Linked DNA regions of Danio rerio: region 2 is linked to region 1. A link is a contact called in public Micro-C data. All regions are on one chromosome and are shown on one strand. The core of a region is the stretch at or near the end of the contact, and the rest is flanking DNA. Distances in the headings are between cores, read along the strand shown.

Region 1 (3,709 bases), core at 629-3,128:
AGATTATCCTTAAAGTGAAGCACAGTGCTGTTGCATACAGTGCACAAAATACACTTTCTCATGAGACTTTGGGTTGGCATTGTGACAGTTGTAGAATCATTTGAAGAAATCTCTCACCATTGTAGAGATCCAGAATAAAACAAACCTTACAGCACAGTGATAAACTAGTCTAGAAGTGTGAGATCCACCATCCATCTTCACGTCTGCATGCATCAAACAGCGACTACATTTATACAGAACACACAGAACAAACCTAATGCTGAAGTGTTCAGAGGTTTGTGTCAAATGTTGAGAATCATGCTTGAAGTATGGACCGAAATCTGTGCCAAAATTTCACAAGCACAAAATTTGCTATGTTTTTTTTGCAAAACACAATCTGCTTTGCAAAGAATCTTTGACTTGCAAACAAACAGAAAGCACTTTGCAGAAACTGTCAGTTTGAGCAAAAACCCAGTGGTGTTAAAGAAATGTACACTGAAAAACCAAGCCGCAACATCCCGCTCTCTCTCGTGAAGCCAATACGGAAGTAACTGAAATTGCAATTCATCGACTGGCCTTTGGGGGCTGGCTCTAGAAACTTCAGATGTTCATTGACTACTATGCTAAATTAGTGAATTTTACAGCTGATAAAAACATGTTTGCAGCCTGGTACAAAAGATGGTTTAGCTTGTATTATCCTTGATGACAACTGTGAGGTGGTGAATTTTTTAGAAGTCATTTATTTCATTTATATTAAGTCCGCATAATTGAGGGTGTGGCCACTCAAGTGACAGCAAGGTCTCGCTGCTGGTCGTCACGTCACCTCAGCTGATTCCGGCTGATAAGCCAGTGAACTTGGTAAATCCATCGTATTTTTGTTTTGTTTTATGTGGGACTATTTTTTAGAATTATCAGAAAATATGGCATGCTGTGCACTTAATTGGGCTCACTTTTGGCCTCCATTTCCCATATGAGTGAAATTCTTACATACTTATCTATGAATGTTTTTGTTTTATTTAGGATCACTTATTTATCATTTATGATTTTATTTAGAATTTTACACACCAAAATCTGACAGATTAAATGTTAACATTGTCATAGTGTTATGCCTGGATTTCATAAATACAGATTACATTTGAAGAATTTGGAATTAATTATTTTACACCTGTAGAAAGAACAAGGTTTAGTGGCTCAAGGAATTACAACAGTGTTTTGAAACGACCAAACACAATAAACACTTTATTGATATAGTATCGAGGTAATAAAGTATTGAGTCGCAGGTACTGAAGGATTAAGCGTTTCTCTCAAAGAAAAACTCATCAAAGCAAAATGCTAGCAGGCATCTGTAGCTCCGCCTCATTGCCCTTTTTGGTCCTTTTAAGGTAAGTTGTTGCAAATAATTTATTTGGGCTGAATTTAAACAATCAAATTAGATTGAAAAACTACATTTAATTTGTTTGTTTAAATTCAGCCCTTATCATTTGCTTGCAACAACTTACCCTAAAAAAAAAAAAAAAAAAAAAAAAAGTAAATCCAATGAATACTTTTTTCAGTGTATCATGTTTTACAAATATGATTACAAACAATACGAATTTTAATATTAAATTTTTTATATTTTACATATTTTATTTTGTTTTTGTTAAGTGGTTTCTGTTTGTTTGCGGGTCGGGTGATTGTTTGCAAAGTGGATAGTGTTTTTTTCTCTTCAAAATGCTAGATTTTTTTGTAAAAGATTGGCACAAATTTTACTCCATATTCAAGGAGCATCTACGCTCTTATTTCTTAGTGGCAATAGTTGACTGGTCTGATGGAAAGACAGTCTGTAAATGCAAGTTGTCTCTGAGGATCCGCTCAATAAAATACCATTGTTTGGTTTAGGAGTAATGATGTCATGAGTCATTCTCATAAACTCAAACATGCACAAGTGGCAAAACAAGCCACAACAAAACAATAAACCTATTTACTGAGTCTCAATTGTCTCTATTGAGAAATAAAAAGAGCTATAAAATTTAAGCAGACTTGTATATTTTCTGGATGCAAACTCTTTTGCCTGTGTAAAATCACTGAATCAGTGCCAGGGTGTTGCTGATTTTTTGCTTTGATTGACAAGTATTGCTCAGAAACCACATAACAACAAAAGCTTAAGTAAGTTGAACTTTACAAAAGGTTTCATTATACCAACATGAACTAAAAATGAAAAATATTTCTACAGCATTTCTCTTTTTTAGAGATTTCTCAAATGATGTTTAACAGTGCAAGGACTTCTTCACAGTATGTCTGATAATATTGTTCGTCTGGAGAAAAACTTATTTGTTTTATTTTGTCTAGAATAAAAGCCGTTTTTAATTTTTCAAACACCATTTTAAGGACAAATTTATTAGCCCCTTTAGGCTATTTTTTTCCCGATAGTCTACAGAACAATCGTTATACAATAACCTGCCTATTTACCCTAATCTGCTTAGTTAACCTAATTAACCTAGTTAAGCCTTTAAATGTCACTTTAAGCTGTGTAGAAGTGTCTTGAAAAATATCTAGTAAAATATTATTCACTGTCATCATGGCAAAGATAAAATAAATCAGATATTAGAAATGAGTTATTAAAACTATTATTTTTAGAAATGTGTTGAAAAAAATCTCCCTGTTAAACAGAAATAATTAACAGGGGGGCTGTTACGTTTCACATATGTTTTGTAGTATTTTTTGTTGTTTTCTGCTTTGCGCTCTTCTCTCTCTTGTTGTGGTCCTATCCTGTTTCAGGTGTGCTACCATTGGTCGGGTGAGCTGTCATTCACCTTCGTCACTAAATCGGATGAATAATAAAAAATAATAAAACTAAGTCTTGAATAATAATTCAAGGTGACTAATAATTCTGATTTTAACTGTGTGTGTGTGTATAATAAAATAAAATATTTATCAATACAGCTGTGTTCAGCAGTAAAGAATAAGAATAAAGTTTTGGTAACACTGTCTTCAAGGTGATGTAGATACACATTTTCCCTCCACTTTACTATAGTAATTACAATCAAAATATACATAATCAGATGTAGCTAAACCTAAATAGAACCCATATTTTGAATAATATTACTCAATTGGTAAATGAATAGTTACAATGGAACAACGACACATTAGAATAACGTGTAACTAATGATTTTTTTTTTTATTTATTTTGTCTTCTATAACTTAAACGGGTGGTGCAGTGTTTATTTATATTGTAAGGTTTGGTTGCGTTTATTGGGGGTAAAAGGTGTACTCATGCTTCATTTGCAAATAATCATGTTATTTTCCGCCATATCTTTCCTCTAATTGGTCAGCTACTGTAATCTACTGAGTTGTGATTTGCAGATCCGCATCACGTCATGTCTCTTATGCGCTCTGTTTTGTGCAGCTGGTATCAGTTTGAACCTGAATCATACAGAAAATGGAGTGCTAAATAAAAGTTTTCTGAGGTATTATTTTTATAGCAATAAGAAGGTTGAAGGTTGATTAAAAGGCCAACCTGCATCTACAAGCAATAGCGATGTGCTTTCGTAGCAAGCGCAACTAATATTATACCACCGCATCAATGGATGTCTACACATTCAAATGAGTGAAAGAAAAACATGTTAGCAATCAGGGAAACATCAGTTTTACTAATGGCTGCAAAGCTTCTCTGTCTCAAACATCTGCAAGGGTATTTTCTTAGAAGGCTGAGTTCCTTCACAACAGGAATCCTCTTAAAAAAAAAGAACCA
Region 2 (3,709 bases), core at 625-3,124, 49 kb before region 1:
TAAATTGCCATTGCTGTGTATTGAAGATGTGTGTGTTTGCTGTCAATGATGATTGGGGAGGTGGTGGAGGAGGGGCAGTAAATCAGCTACGTCAGGGGCACCAATCAATCCACAATAACAGTGGCTGCTATTTATTTATGTATTGACATATTGTGAGTTTACGTAAATACATTAAAATGAATAATATCCACAGCAAAATCATTTTGGGGTGGCCAGAGTTTACACAAGGGTGGCCCTTGGGGGCGCCCCTGCTGATGGAAAGCCAGATTTAACAAACATAATAGTCATTAAAATAAAGAGAGTTTGAAAAAAAGGCCATCAAAACGGGTCTTAAAAATTATTTTCACTGCTGGATGAAATTTTCATACTATCTTGAGTAGGTTGTTGAGTTTAAACAAGTAATTATATTACCACTGCAAAGAAGTATATTAGCCTATTTATGAATTAAATCAAAAAGTACTACATTTACCGTATAGCCTACTGTGTATTATCTTCTGTCTGTCAGTAGCAACTCATCACTGCATTTGAACGTGCCTAGTCTATACTATTTAGTAAGTACAAAATGCAAAATTAGTAGTATGTCCAAATATTCACAGAAAGTAACATTTTAAAGCAACTGATGATTTGATACTGATATAGAATTTTAAAATTACAATATTGAAACAGAAGGTTTTCAACAATATTATTGTCTTCCCTCTATTTGTCCATTGATGTGATTACTCCTCATATCGTACAACTTGCAACAAGGATGTTTTGACATGCGTTGTGGTATTTGCCCTGCCCCTCTCCTCCGTGATTTGAACGTTTGAGTAAAAAGTGACATTTATGAGCACTGTGCTTGCTGGACATTCAACTCACAGCGACCAGACAAAAGCGCTGAGCGATTAACACAAATAGATGTTCAGCACCATGTTTTGCTGCTAAGTATTTTAAAACATTCAACTCAACTATTAAAAATTGATAAATGTGCTTAAGTTGGGGGAAAAAAAGCAAATAAAAAAAGAGTTTTTACCTGCTATGAAGGAGTAAGCAGCCAGTGCATTGCTTACTAAAGCCATCTCCTCAGTAGTGGCCTGCCTTTCATTGAGGAAAGCTGTAACCATTTCATCCACGGACACTCTATGGATCACTTATTGTGTGGTACTGAAAGAGAGACCGCAAGTTAAAACCAGTCTGAAGCCACCTTCATTTTTCAAAATCTCTAGAAAGGGAAGCACTGAACCATAGCTTATAATGATGTTGTTTTAAAGAGTGTAATTATATTGGGATTTCTCCCTACATTTTGGCTGCAGCAGAACCTCATGCGCAGAGAAAACTATTTTTACAGACTGGCTGGAAATTTTCCGAACAGCAGAATAATGCTACATCTCACTGTACAACCACAGACGTTGCAACAACCTAAAGAATAATTTCTCCTCATCAAACTGTCACACGAGGCAGACACAAAAAGACTTTCTGATCCAACGTGTACATTATTATTTACTGACAAGCTGATTGACGACTGCAGTCGAGACGATCATAATAGAAATTATAACCTGTCATAAAGAGAGAATTATTTATAGAATGCCATTCTCCCCCTGTCATCCGCTCATTCTGTCTCCCCCTCATAAAACCACTTCTAGGCAACCGGGAAATTTTACCCTGTAAATTATTGCCAAATTGCCAGGACATATCGGCTGGATTTTCTCTTTCATCCCAAGAAGAAGAAAAGGAAATGTAACAAAACAAACATGGTTGAACACAAACAGCCCCGAGCGTGTGTGTCTGGATGGTTGAGTTCATGAATTGTTTCTCAGTATTAGTCTGAATGCAGGATGGTTGGGTTAGTGAAGTGTTTTTCAGTAGTAGTCTGAAGGTAGATAGCTGTTCACGTGGGTGTAATGGAATGTAGAGTCTCAGTCTCTCTCTCACTTAGCGCTAGACAAGCTGCTCTTTCAGTTTATACCATGGTCTGTGAATTCTTGAGTCTGATTGGCTGGAATTTGTGCATTAAATCCATTTAAATGCAAAATCACTAAGATCTCTTTCATTTAAAATATCTAAAAACTGCTAAAACTGGTTATATATTTCTATAAAATGGTTTGTACAATATTGAATCTAACCTCTTGAGACTTTAACGCCCATGTTTATAGAGTGCTATTTCATATAGTATAGAAAATACCTGTTTTTCAGCTTTCCTTGGCTAATTGAACTGCTTAGTCTGTTTCGTCTATTGGGAATCTTCATTCTCACTCATTACAGTGTTGTAATTATGAAACTCTCCCAGGCTCTGCACCATAATTTGGATGTTTAAACAATATTTTCAGATGCAGTTAGTTAAACACTGTGTAAAGCCTCAGTTCACGACAGTCTCATAACCTTTTACAAAGTGCTATGTTATGTGTTGCTTAGTAATGATTTTTTAAGAATATTGTAATCTAAAGGGATAGTTCACTCAAAAAGGTCGTAAAAAGAGACTGGACTACAAACAAACTACAGTCACACATGTGCCAAGAACTGTTTGATTGTTGAAGCTAATAATATTGTTAATAATGCTCAATTTCTTACATGGACCAATCGTTTTCCTTCATAATACCTCAATGTGTCACCTGGGCCCGGTTTTTCAAAAGTAATCCACTAGGATTTTGGATAAGGGATTCAATCTTGAAAATGGGTTTTTCAAAAGAAAAAACGGATTAGATCACGTAATCCAATCTTGGTTTTGATCCGGATCAAACCTTTAGTTTGGGTTTTTCAGACCTTTTTTTGTAGGATCTTGATCACTTTGATCCAAAAAACCTGGATTAAACTGATCCCATCAGAAGGATGGATTTAGCATGGATTTCATGCCCAAAATGTAATGAAAACTTAAAAAATGTATTAAGTATTATTATTTTTGGATCATACAGTATCTTGTGAGATATACTATTTATTCATAAGGTTTTCATTTTATTTGTTCATCCTTCAGGCTATAGTGAGTATAGGCTTTAACGTATTCAGCCTTTTAGTATAGGCCTACAGCAAAATAGAGTTTGGCCTCATAAAATAATCCCCCAAACAGCTGTCAAAACTGACCAAAAAGAATAAATTTTATTCTTTCACTAATTGATATATATATATATATATATATATATATATATATATATATATATATATATATATATATATATATATATATATATATATATATATATATATATATATATATATTCATCACAGTGGAAAATATTTTTCTTTTTAGAATATTTATTAGTGATGCATGCAATGAACACAGAATAAATAAAAAAATGCAAAGAATGGCAATCACTGATTTTTGTAATCTCTTTCAACAATTGCAAAAAGAGAGACTGAAAGGGCAGAAGCACAGCTTCGTCTGGCAGAGAAACAACTGACTCTATCCAAACTGCAGCAAACCAAGGCCAATGACATGAGATCCGCCTCCTAAAGGCTATGCTCAGACAAGCTGGTCTCTCCTCATCAGATGAGGAAGTCTGAACTTATTGTGGAGTTTTTGACATTAAGTCTTTTTTTTATTTACATCTATATTTGAAACTTATTATAAATATCCTCAATGTACAGTGTTGTAGGTCTCAAATGAGCAGACTGCTTAAGGAGGATGGGGTGTTGTTTTTCTTGTTTTTATTATTATTTATTATTATTTTAATAATTATCAAATTTTCTTAGTTTTCATTTCAAATAAAAGTAAAGTTATATTGACCCCATGCTGGCT

The links. A called contact is a pair of places that touch in the nucleus more often than the background predicts.
Region 2: a Micro-C map of caudal fin shows a contact between it and region 1, with 3 times the contacts expected there. The contact joins two enhancer-like sites. A contact is called at or near these places in 9 of 18 Hi-C or Micro-C datasets (caudal fin, embryo, fibroblasts and 2 more) and 1 of 4 datasets of contacts at active chromatin or transcription factors (caudal fin).

The regions. Positions count from the first base shown.
Region 1 is chr17:34,256,135-34,259,843 of GRCz12tu, reverse strand. No RefSeq gene overlaps it. Among named protein-coding and RNA genes, the nearest start is that of eva1ab, 18 kb to the left of the region's middle. Within about 2 kb of position 1,878, at least 1 of the 62 cell types and tissues checked has an H3K27ac peak or open chromatin away from gene starts, as enhancers often do. A contact at or near this core is called in caudal fin, where this site is marked.
Region 2 is chr17:34,305,411-34,309,119 of GRCz12tu, reverse strand. It overlaps eva1ab (eva-1 homolog A, regulator of programmed cell death b), which reads right to left. Exons shown (of 4, transcript NM_001076587.3): 3 at 1,013-1,143. The coding sequence starts at 1,103. All of the region lies in intron 1 of LOC141378616 (a long non-coding RNA gene), which reads left to right. Among named protein-coding and RNA genes, the nearest start is that of xkr5b, 19 kb to the left of the region's middle. Within about 2 kb of position 1,874, at least 2 of the 62 cell types and tissues checked have an H3K27ac peak or open chromatin away from gene starts, as enhancers often do. A contact at or near this core is called in caudal fin, where this site is marked.